Regions from separate parts of the Mus musculus genome. Here region 2 is linked to region 1. A link is a contact called in public HiChIP or PLAC-seq data. All regions are on one chromosome and are shown on one strand. Each heading gives the region's core, a stretch centred on a gene start, on an enhancer-like site or on the middle of the called end of the contact. The rest is flanking DNA. Distances are from core to core; before and after follow the strand shown. Region 1 holds the start of Calhm1 (calcium homeostasis modulator 1). Region 2 holds the start of Gsto1 (glutathione S-transferase omega 1).

Evidence for each region. HiChIP or PLAC-seq counts read pairs in DNA pulled down with a chosen protein or histone mark.
Region 2: a contact with region 1 is called in an H3K4me3 HiChIP or PLAC-seq map of bone marrow-derived macrophages, with 4 times the contacts expected there. The contact joins the promoter of Gsto1 here to the promoter of Calhm1 in region 1.

Annotation. Positions count from the first base shown.
Region 1 is chr19:47,142,624-47,146,848 of GRCm38.p6, forward strand. It overlaps Calhm1 (calcium homeostasis modulator 1), which reads right to left and starts at 1,551. Exons shown (of 2, transcript NM_001081271.1): 1 at 1,000-1,551. The coding sequence starts at 1,551.
Region 2 is chr19:47,851,936-47,856,806 of GRCm38.p6, forward strand. Gsto1 (glutathione S-transferase omega 1) reads left to right here and starts at 3,038. Exons shown (of 6, transcript NM_010362.3): 1 at 3,038-3,187; 2 at 3,280-3,388. The coding sequence starts at 3,154. Gm30021 (predicted gene, 30021) reads right to left here and starts at 2,981. Exons shown (of 2, transcript NR_166768.1): 1 at 2,716-2,981; 2 at 1,176-1,546.

The DNA.
Region 1 (4,225 bases), core at 301-2,800:
GGCCAATGGCTGCCGTGGGGATGGGTGGGAAAATACAGAGCAAATGACTCAGTCAGGGGCCTCCCTCCCGTGTTGCTCACTAAGCAGTTGTGGTTACAGAGGACTTGGGTTGTCTCATGTTCCAAGTGAAGCTGGAAATCTGATTTTTTTTTTCTCTTTGACAATTTTTGATTTCCAGATAAAGTCAATTAATTCTAAAGTGAGTTCGGAATTCAGTGTCTACAAGTCACAGGAGACTTGTCTGCAAATCAGGCTGCCTGTGGCTTCTTGGAGAGGGGACTTCCAGCTCATACAGTGTGACAGCGTAAAGGTCAAGTGGAGTGACAGGTCCTCCTGGGTCTGAGGCCTAGGATGATGGGACAGGGGTCCCCAGATGAGGAGGTAAAGAGAGTGGCTTAGACACTCATGGTGGGAGATCCTCTAGGCTACCTGAGTGGTGACAGAGGCCATGCAGAAGTCCCTTTCTCAAGAAGGGAGCCAGGGTCTGTACCAGCCAGAGCCGAGTGTGCCTGTTTCTCCAGCCCCACTGGAGCAGACACTGCCTCCTGCCCATCTCCCAACACCACACAGTTCCCTGCTCCAGAGCAGGATGCCCAGATGTCTGGTCCTTTAAATCTCATCCCAAGCACCCATCTCTCTCACCCATCCTGTTCAAGATACCCAGACCCTCAGTTCCCACTCCTGAAGCAGGCAGGCACCAGCTGGGAGTATTTGCCAGGGAAATGTACCCAAATGGCTTAGCCACCCACTGGCCTCACTCCCGCCTGTGCCTGAGATAGGAAATGGATGCAAATCTCTCAGCCTCTCAGATCTGAGCTCAGGATGGAGGAGGTGAGCCATCCACTCTCTCCAGGTGACCCTGTTTGACAGAAGACATGGGCTCTGCTCTGAGTCTTAGCTGGGAATGCATGCCCCCACCCACGGCCCTCTGAGGGGGAAACCCCACTCTGAGAAGGAACTTTCCCACAGGGACCCTGTGAAGAGACCCAGCCCCCTCACCTGAGAGATGCAGCGCAAATACCGCACGGCCACCTCTCGGGCTAGCAGCCAGTTCCCATCATAGATCTCAGGGCAGGGTACCCGAGCCAGTAGGCGAGCAAGTTCTGGAGCAGGCAGGCCCGGCACCAGGCTGCCATTGCCTAGTGTGGCCACGGGCACAGCTGTGCAGAAGGCACAGAGAAAGCACTTGCCATCCAGCAGTGTGACAGCCACCCAGACGACAGGGGCGATGAGAGCTCTCTGGGCCATGGAACAGAACATGTAGCGTAGAACAGCTGGGTCCTTGGCCCGGCGACCTGCGGGGCGCTTCCACTCTTCAGCTAGCATGGATATGTTGTTGTTCATGACCAGACCAAGCAGGAAGAGCACCAGGGGAGGCGTCAGCAGTATGCCCAGGCTGTAGACCACGTTGTAGCCGGGTAAGCAGGGGCAGTTGAAGTCAAAGGCAGAATACATCTGCGCACTGGCCAGCGCCATGATGCCACAGATGCCATTCATGAAGGACTCTTGGTTGGATTGCAAGAACTGGAAGATCATCCGAAACTTATCCATTGTGTTCCGTGGGGATCCTCAGCCTCGTCGCCTCTCACTGTGGCCTCCCACACAGCTCCAGTAGGTCACCCTGCCCACTAGGCATCCACCTCATGACTGGGCTGTCCTGGCTGGACTAGCAAAGCTCAGGGTACTTGATGAGGTCACACTTTCAGGAGCCTTCTAAACAGGTGCTGGCAGAGAGGGCGCAGCGTGACCAATCCTGTGGGTACAGCCAGGACTGTGTCCCTCCTTCTAGCCTCCCTCCCCTTCTCTCCAGCTGCCTGCAGCCTAGAGAGCTACAGAGCTGCACCTGATGAGGACCAGTTTTCTTTGGGTGTGGGAGGGAGGAAGAGGTGCAGACAAGCTGGAATTTGAGAGGCCACTGGGCTCTGGGGAAGCCTGTCTTCTCTTTGTATCCATCTCCACACCGCCAGGACCCCAGGGAGCAACCCCATCAGTTGAGACAATGATAGTAAGATGACCTGGAAATGATGGCGGTGCTAAGGGCTGCACCAGGCAGTGGTGATTGGATGTTACTCATAGAAGGGATGGCAGAGGGGCAGGCATTACAATGTGACAGTGTTATATAGAGATGATGAGGTGTTACAATGTGTTATGTAGAGATGATGTTACAATGTAAGTGTGGTCTACAGTAAAACAACCTGGACTTGGGGGACTCTCTTTTCTTTCTCTTTTGGAAACAAGGTCTCCAACTCACTATGTAGCCAAGAAGGAGCCAGAACTCCTGATGGTCTTGTCTGAGACTCCTAAGTGCTAAGGTTTTTGTCATCATAATTGAAGCTGGAGTTGGATGGGATGGGTTGCCCAAGTTAGGGTTTCAGTCTGTTTCATGTTTGTGTCTCTGTGGCTGTGGCTGTATTTGTGAGTTATGGGTGGCAAACTCTTGCCAGGCTTCTTCTTCTATCTCTCCACCCCCGGCCCGCAGGTGATGGGTTGAGCCGCAAGGGGAAGCCCCCCACCCTTTGATCCTGCAGCCTCCAGACAGGCATGTCAGATCTAGATCCAACAGGGTGATTCTCTGTCAGGCTGAGGCAGAACATCAGAAAGAACATCTCCTTGTGTTTCTGACTGGCCATGGATGCCCTTGGATGGCTTTTGTCTGGTTACAGAAATGTGCATGTAACCACATTACGTTAGGTACCTGCGGTAGCCATCTGCCTGCATTCACAAGAACTATCATGACCTCTCAGCTTAGCTCAGTGTCTCTGTGTCTCTGTTTCCATCTCCTTTTCTTTATCTCTGTCTATCTGTGCCTGCTTCTGTCCACCCTCTACTGCCCCCGCTGTGTGTGTGTGTGTGTGCGCGTGTGTGTGTGTGTATGAGAGAGAGAGAGAGAGAGAGAGAGAGAGAGAGAGAGAGAGAGAGAGAGAGAATGACTGTACCCTGGCATGAGCATGCAGAGGTAGCATGCAGAGGTAGAGGTCAGAGCAGGATGCTGCTGGGCACCTTCCTTTGTCATTCTTACTGCCTAGAAACAGATTCTCTTCCTGACCCAAAGCTCACCCTCTAAGCTAGTCTTTCTGGCCAATGATCTCTCAGCATCTACCTGGCTCTGCCTTCCTTGGTTCCTGGTATGCATAACCAAGTAGGACTTCTTACGTGGGTGCTGGAGATTTGAACTCAGGTCCTCAAGCTTGCCCAGCAAGTTCTCTGACCCCTCGAGCTATCTCTTCAGCCCCCTTACTTCAAACTTAGCTATGCTGAGAGGATGTTTATTTAATATCTGGGGCTCAGGTCCATACAAGTCTGCATTCATTTTGTTTACTATTCTTTTTTTTAAACATTTTATTTTATGTGTATGAGAATTTTGTCTGCATGTATATATGTGCATCTCACCAGTGCCTGGTGCCCTCAGGAGAGGGCAGTGGGCTCCTTGGAACTGGAGTTACAGACTACAAACAGTTATGAGCTATCATGTGGGTTCCTGTTACTTAATAGCTGTTCATTTAATAGGTGTCGAGTGAATACCCAAATGTAGATCAAAGGAAAGGACGAGTTTGAGGGAGATAAGAACTCAGACTCAATCAGGAGACTTCCCTTCAGAGTGAGTCTGTGAGCAGAAGAGGGCTCAGGGCCTGGTGAGTGTGCAGAGCTCACTGCCCAGGCAGCTGCTACTGGCAGGCAGCCCAGTGTCACCTCTGTTCTGCCATTGCCTGTCACTCCTGGCCATTTACCACTGGTTTCCCCTAGACCTTCTGGGACAGGATTCCCCCAACCCCTACCCTCACCTCCCCCAACAGAGATCACAACTCAAGGAAGGAGAGGGGTTGGGTGCAGCTGGAGACACAGCAGAGAGCCTTCCTTTTCTAAGAGCCTCTCCGAAGTGGGAGTGTTTCCTGTGGTTATGAACCCTCTGCTTCCCATGTGGTCCTCAGTCCCAGACTCTTTCCCCTCACAGGGATGCGCATGGTGGTCCCTGTATCAGGACCACCAACTGGAACAGGATTGAAGCCTCTAGGCTTCTTTTACAATTCTGGAAGGGACAGTTGCCCAGGGATCCACATGAGTCCTACAGAATCCCCCTTGAGACCTCCTTACTTTGCTGGCCTCTCTGCATGCTCTGCCTCTTGGTTGTTGCTCCTTTCTCTCTTTGGCTGATTCCTTTCCTTTCTCTAATGCTCCAACCTCCCCCACTCAACAGCCTTCTCCATTCCTGTAGCCTTCAGCATCC
Region 2 (4,871 bases), core at 1,788-4,287, 710 kb after region 1:
TGCCTATTAACTGTCCATTATATGAATAAGCCCAACTGCTACATCCACTCCAGTAGTGACCCACCTGACAGGCCAAAAAGCCTGGGTGTGGTCCTGAGGCAAAAAGTTCACAGAAACTTAGTCTCCCGGAACCGTGGCATCCTGCATAAGGAATGCTCCAATATCCTTGCTTTAGTTGGTAAATGGATCTGTGTGCTTTCCCTTAATATTGCTTTATTATAAGTTCTTCTAAGGATTGAATTTTTGACATATAGCTAAGTTAGATTCTTCACCAGTCCTAGGCAGTCAGTCCTTGAGCTGACCCTGGGCATGGATAGCTGAGTCACTGCCCTGCACAGGAATTTACCATTAACTAGGAAGAAGGAAGGAACCAGAGTAGATACTCAGAACTATAGATAGCTGAGTTACACCCATACACAGGAATTCACAATGGCCTAGGGGGAAGGTGGATTATACAATAGACTAGAGTAGGAATTATGGCAAGGGCATGAAGCGTTGGCCCCTGTAAGCGGACCTTAGATGGGGCTGCTTTTGATCCCAGTTGTTAACATTGTATTTTATTCCAGCTGGTTCTTGCCAGTCCTTCGTGTTTGCATTCCTCTGTTTTGTGTAAGAATCCGGTAACCTCATTGTACCTTGCCAGTGTGTCACCTAACTTCCCTATTTTCTTCTGTATAAAAAGTTTAATGCTCAATTTGACAAATTACATTCAGATCCAACACACTCTCTCGTGTCAATTCTTGCCGACTCTATGCCCATCTGTCCGAACCCCTGATTCCCACGGATTGAGGGGGGACGGCTAGGCCCGGTTTGTGGCACCCAACTAAGTCATTTTACTCTCCTCTCCATTTAATTTAAGCTCCTTTATTTGTGAACCATTTGTCCCTGCATGGCTTCTTATTGTGAGATATATATATATATATATATATATGTAGATGTAGATGATGTAGATGTAGATGTAGATGTAGATATATATTCACTGACTAGACTCTGGGCCTTTCTAGCTTGTTCATTCAACTATTTAGCTAGCATCTTTCCATGAAAACTCTAATGAAGTCTGTTTTCCCTGCTATGGACAGTTACAGACTTAATGAAATCAAACAGAAAAGTTTATGTAACCAAAGTCTTAGGCCAGAGGCCCAACTCTGACCCAAAGAAAGAAATGAAAGTAATCGTAAACATGTATGAAAAGGTTTTAATCAAAATGGCCATTTAAGTGTTTCATCCTTTAAGCCATGCTGACATGGTTGTAGATTTAAAGAGAGGAAGAATTTGGGGCGAGTGGTGAGAGGCAATCTATTAAACAGTGCTGGCCAGGCTATGGCTTGGTCAAGCTGTGGTTTGGCTCAGTCTGTTTCTACACGATGACCTTGAAGGAGTCTTTATTACTTGTGTGGACAATTTGGTTGCCAAAGGATGGTGGCTGCTGTTTGGGGATAATTTTCTTATGAAATGATCTATCTTCCCAGTTCTTTTACTCCCAGAATTCATGGTGTCTTCAGGTTTATTGGAATGACTGGAGCTTATCTGGAACATTCTCTGATAGCTGGAATGAGATGTTATAAAAGCTAATAGTCAGATATTTTAGCTATTCGTAACATATAGAAATAAAAGTTTTTTATTAAAACACCATCTGCGAGGCAGTTGATAAGACCTTCAACAACCTGAATTTGATCCTGTCAATATAGATTATAAATTGGACAGTATGAAATTACCCATCATTCTTCTGAAAAGTTACAGAAGGTTGCTGCATCGGGTGGACACATCTGGGCAGTGAAGGTGAACATTACGTAGAAGGTTAAAAACTATTTCTTGTCACTAGGGTTTTTAATTTTTTCGTCTTCTTGCAATATAGTCGACTCAGATTAATCTCTTCAGGTTACAGCTACAACAAAATATATAGTCCCGTGGCAGTTTGACTGTGGCCAGTAGAGATATATGCCCAGATGTTTGAGGGCTATGTTCTCAGCTGCTAGGACTTAGGCATGATCCCTACTATAATGGCCACCAGTAACGTAGCACAGTGGTTTTCTGTATATTTTCCTTTCTTTATTTGAAGAATTAATGTTTGCTAGTTCATCCACAGCAAGCCCTGCCTGCTAGGGTGCTGCCATTTCCTGGCCGCAATTGTTAGACGTATGAGTCATTTAAGTCACTTTGGCATTTTGTTCCGTAGTTCTAGTGAGCACAGGGAGAAGCCAGGATCAAAACTGGAGCTGGCTCCAAGGGCATTCTCTGCTTCTCCAATAATAGAGCTGGAAACAAAACCCAGGCATGCTCTTTCATAAATAGCCCCGGAGTTAGTAGCTTTTATCCATGAGCTTTGCGAATCCTGGAGGCAAACTCTCCTCATGCCTGAATAAGAAGACAGCAGTTTTCGCAAGCCCTCTGGCCAGATTTTTTTTTTTTTCTTATGGACTCAAAAGGCTAAATTTTCTCAGCCCACTGTGCTTAAACCAGCGTGTGCTCTTTCTAGGCTTCCAGACAAATGTTTTATGGATGGAATTTTGAAAGCACAACTGCGTCCGGAGGCTAATAACATCCAGATGTGTGCTCTTTTCTATATGCCGAAATGTGCCTCTGTAGGTGACTATAGGGATGGCAGCTTATAGTAAGCTAGTACTGACAGAAGAAAAGACCGTCCAGGTGGCTAGACCACCTCCTAGACCCCTCTGGAATGTTGGAAATTTGGGGGCAGAGCTAGAGCTCACATACCAGTGGAGTGGGTGTGGGAGGTATGGAGGTCAGGGCCAGAGTCCTGTGTGAAGGCAGACAGGAAACCTTCGGCCTGGAGGGATGGGGTGGCTCTTTCTGAGCATCTCTGCTTTGGCCGGCTCCAGGTGGTCATCACATGACACAAGAAACCACAAGACCCCTTGTGTGGAGGCGGGGTGTGTGTCTCTGTGGTTTTGTTCCTCCTTGCACTACCTCCGCAGCGAACCTGGGAGCCCACCGGTTAACGTCACACAGCATCAGGATCCAGGATCGCAGCGGCCGATGCTTTCCCTTTAAAGGCGGGGGCGGCTCCCGGCCAGGAGGCGCGGTCTGGGCGGGGCTGAGTTCTAGGACAGTGTACAAGACCTCGTGCTTCCAGAGTCGCCCGCAAACGGGAGCGGAACCCGCGTGGCTCTCGGCCTGCACGGCGGCTCAGCGATGTCGGGAGAATCCTCCAGGAGCCTGGGGAAGGGTGAGGCTACTGGTGTCGGGGACGCACCGTGTACCGGGGATGCCCGGGATCCCTGTGCGATCCGGGCCGTGACTGTCTCCTCTCTCCTGCAGGAAGCGCGCCCCCCGGCCCGGTCCCGGAGGGCCAGATCCGCGTCTACAGCATGAGGTTCTGCCCCTTCGCTCAGAGGACGCTGATGGTCCTGAAGGCCAAGGGAATCCGGTGAGGACGAGGGCGATGGCTCCGGAGCCGCTGGCGGCTGGGCTTCAACCCCTCGCGGCGTTGGCTTTGTGGTCAGGGGGAAATATTCTCAGCCTTTTGTAGGAGACTTTAGTTGCTCACCCTCTTTTCAAGGGGAGAATTGTCATGGACTCCAGGGCTCTAGGGCAGCCTGTTTAAGCAGTCTGGGGCTCAAAAAAAGCGTGTTTCCCCTCCCCACCCCCCCACGGTGAGGTTGGTGGTTTACACTAGATTGCGGAACCCTGGGGTGGCTGTCTCAGCTCGGGTCCTGGGATTCTTGGTGAACTAGAGGCTTGCTTCGCTGTTGCACAAAGGTCACCCGCCTAGCAGAGTTCTGAGCCGTGTGCACAGTCATTTAGGTTGTAAACACAAGGAAGTGTCAGAGTCAAGCCTTTGCAAAGCCTCCATATCCAAACAGTCTTTGACCTACGGGTTATCTACAGTTGGTGAGTCTCTTGGCTTTTCCCGATACCATGTTCGTTGGACCATTTCCCTTCCAATGTCTTGGGGGATCTTTTGAACAATTATTAGACACCTTCTGTTTGGAAGCTCACCCTTAAGAAAAAGTTCATGTATGCAGTTACAATTCGTAAACGACTTTTAGTCCATGGGGAGAATTGGCTAGGCAGGCAGTTCTTTTCCCTAAATGTTAAAATATGTAACCTAAGGAAGTATTTGAAAATTAATTGTCACTTTGTAACGATTTTAATTTCATTTGGATAGGAGATTTGGTTTTGAACACAAGAACGTATTTTTTTTTCTTAAAAAGCAATTTTTCTATATTAGTTGGAACTTTCACTCTAACAAAGAAACTCAAACTGAATTGAAAAAAATAAAAGATATTTATTGTTCTAATACAACGAGAGAGTCCAAGAACAGGGCACAATGCCTTGTGTGATGTGTTTCCTACTGAAACTCAGTGTGGAAAAGAATTATATTTCGCACCAGGATTTCCCAAGCAACATTGAAATTACTTTACCATAACAGGGGTGGGGGCCCTTACGGGGAGAGGGGTTCCTTCAGATAGTGTCTATTACTACTCGTTATTCACAGACCGATTTTAAACCAGGAAACTTTGCCTGGGGCAGTAGCGCCTTACACAGGGCATGTGTGTTGCACACTCTGTGTAAGGAGCATCCTCCAGCCTGTGGGCTCAGCTGTGCTGAGTGTTGGCTCAAAATGCCACGCTTCCAGCATTCACTTGTCTTCTTGATCTCCAGAGCCCAGGAATTGCCTTCCATTTTCAAAATATAATTCTCAGAGATGGACACTATTCTATGGCAAGGGCTTTTGTCTTTCCCATGACAGGTGGTTTGTATGTTCATTATTCTGTAAACCTTTTAACATGCTTGCATACACACACACACACACACACACACACACACACACCAGTGTTCACACTGGCTATTTGTTCTTGTGAGGGATTATGCATTGAAATCCATAAGCTAAATCTGATTTGTTGTGG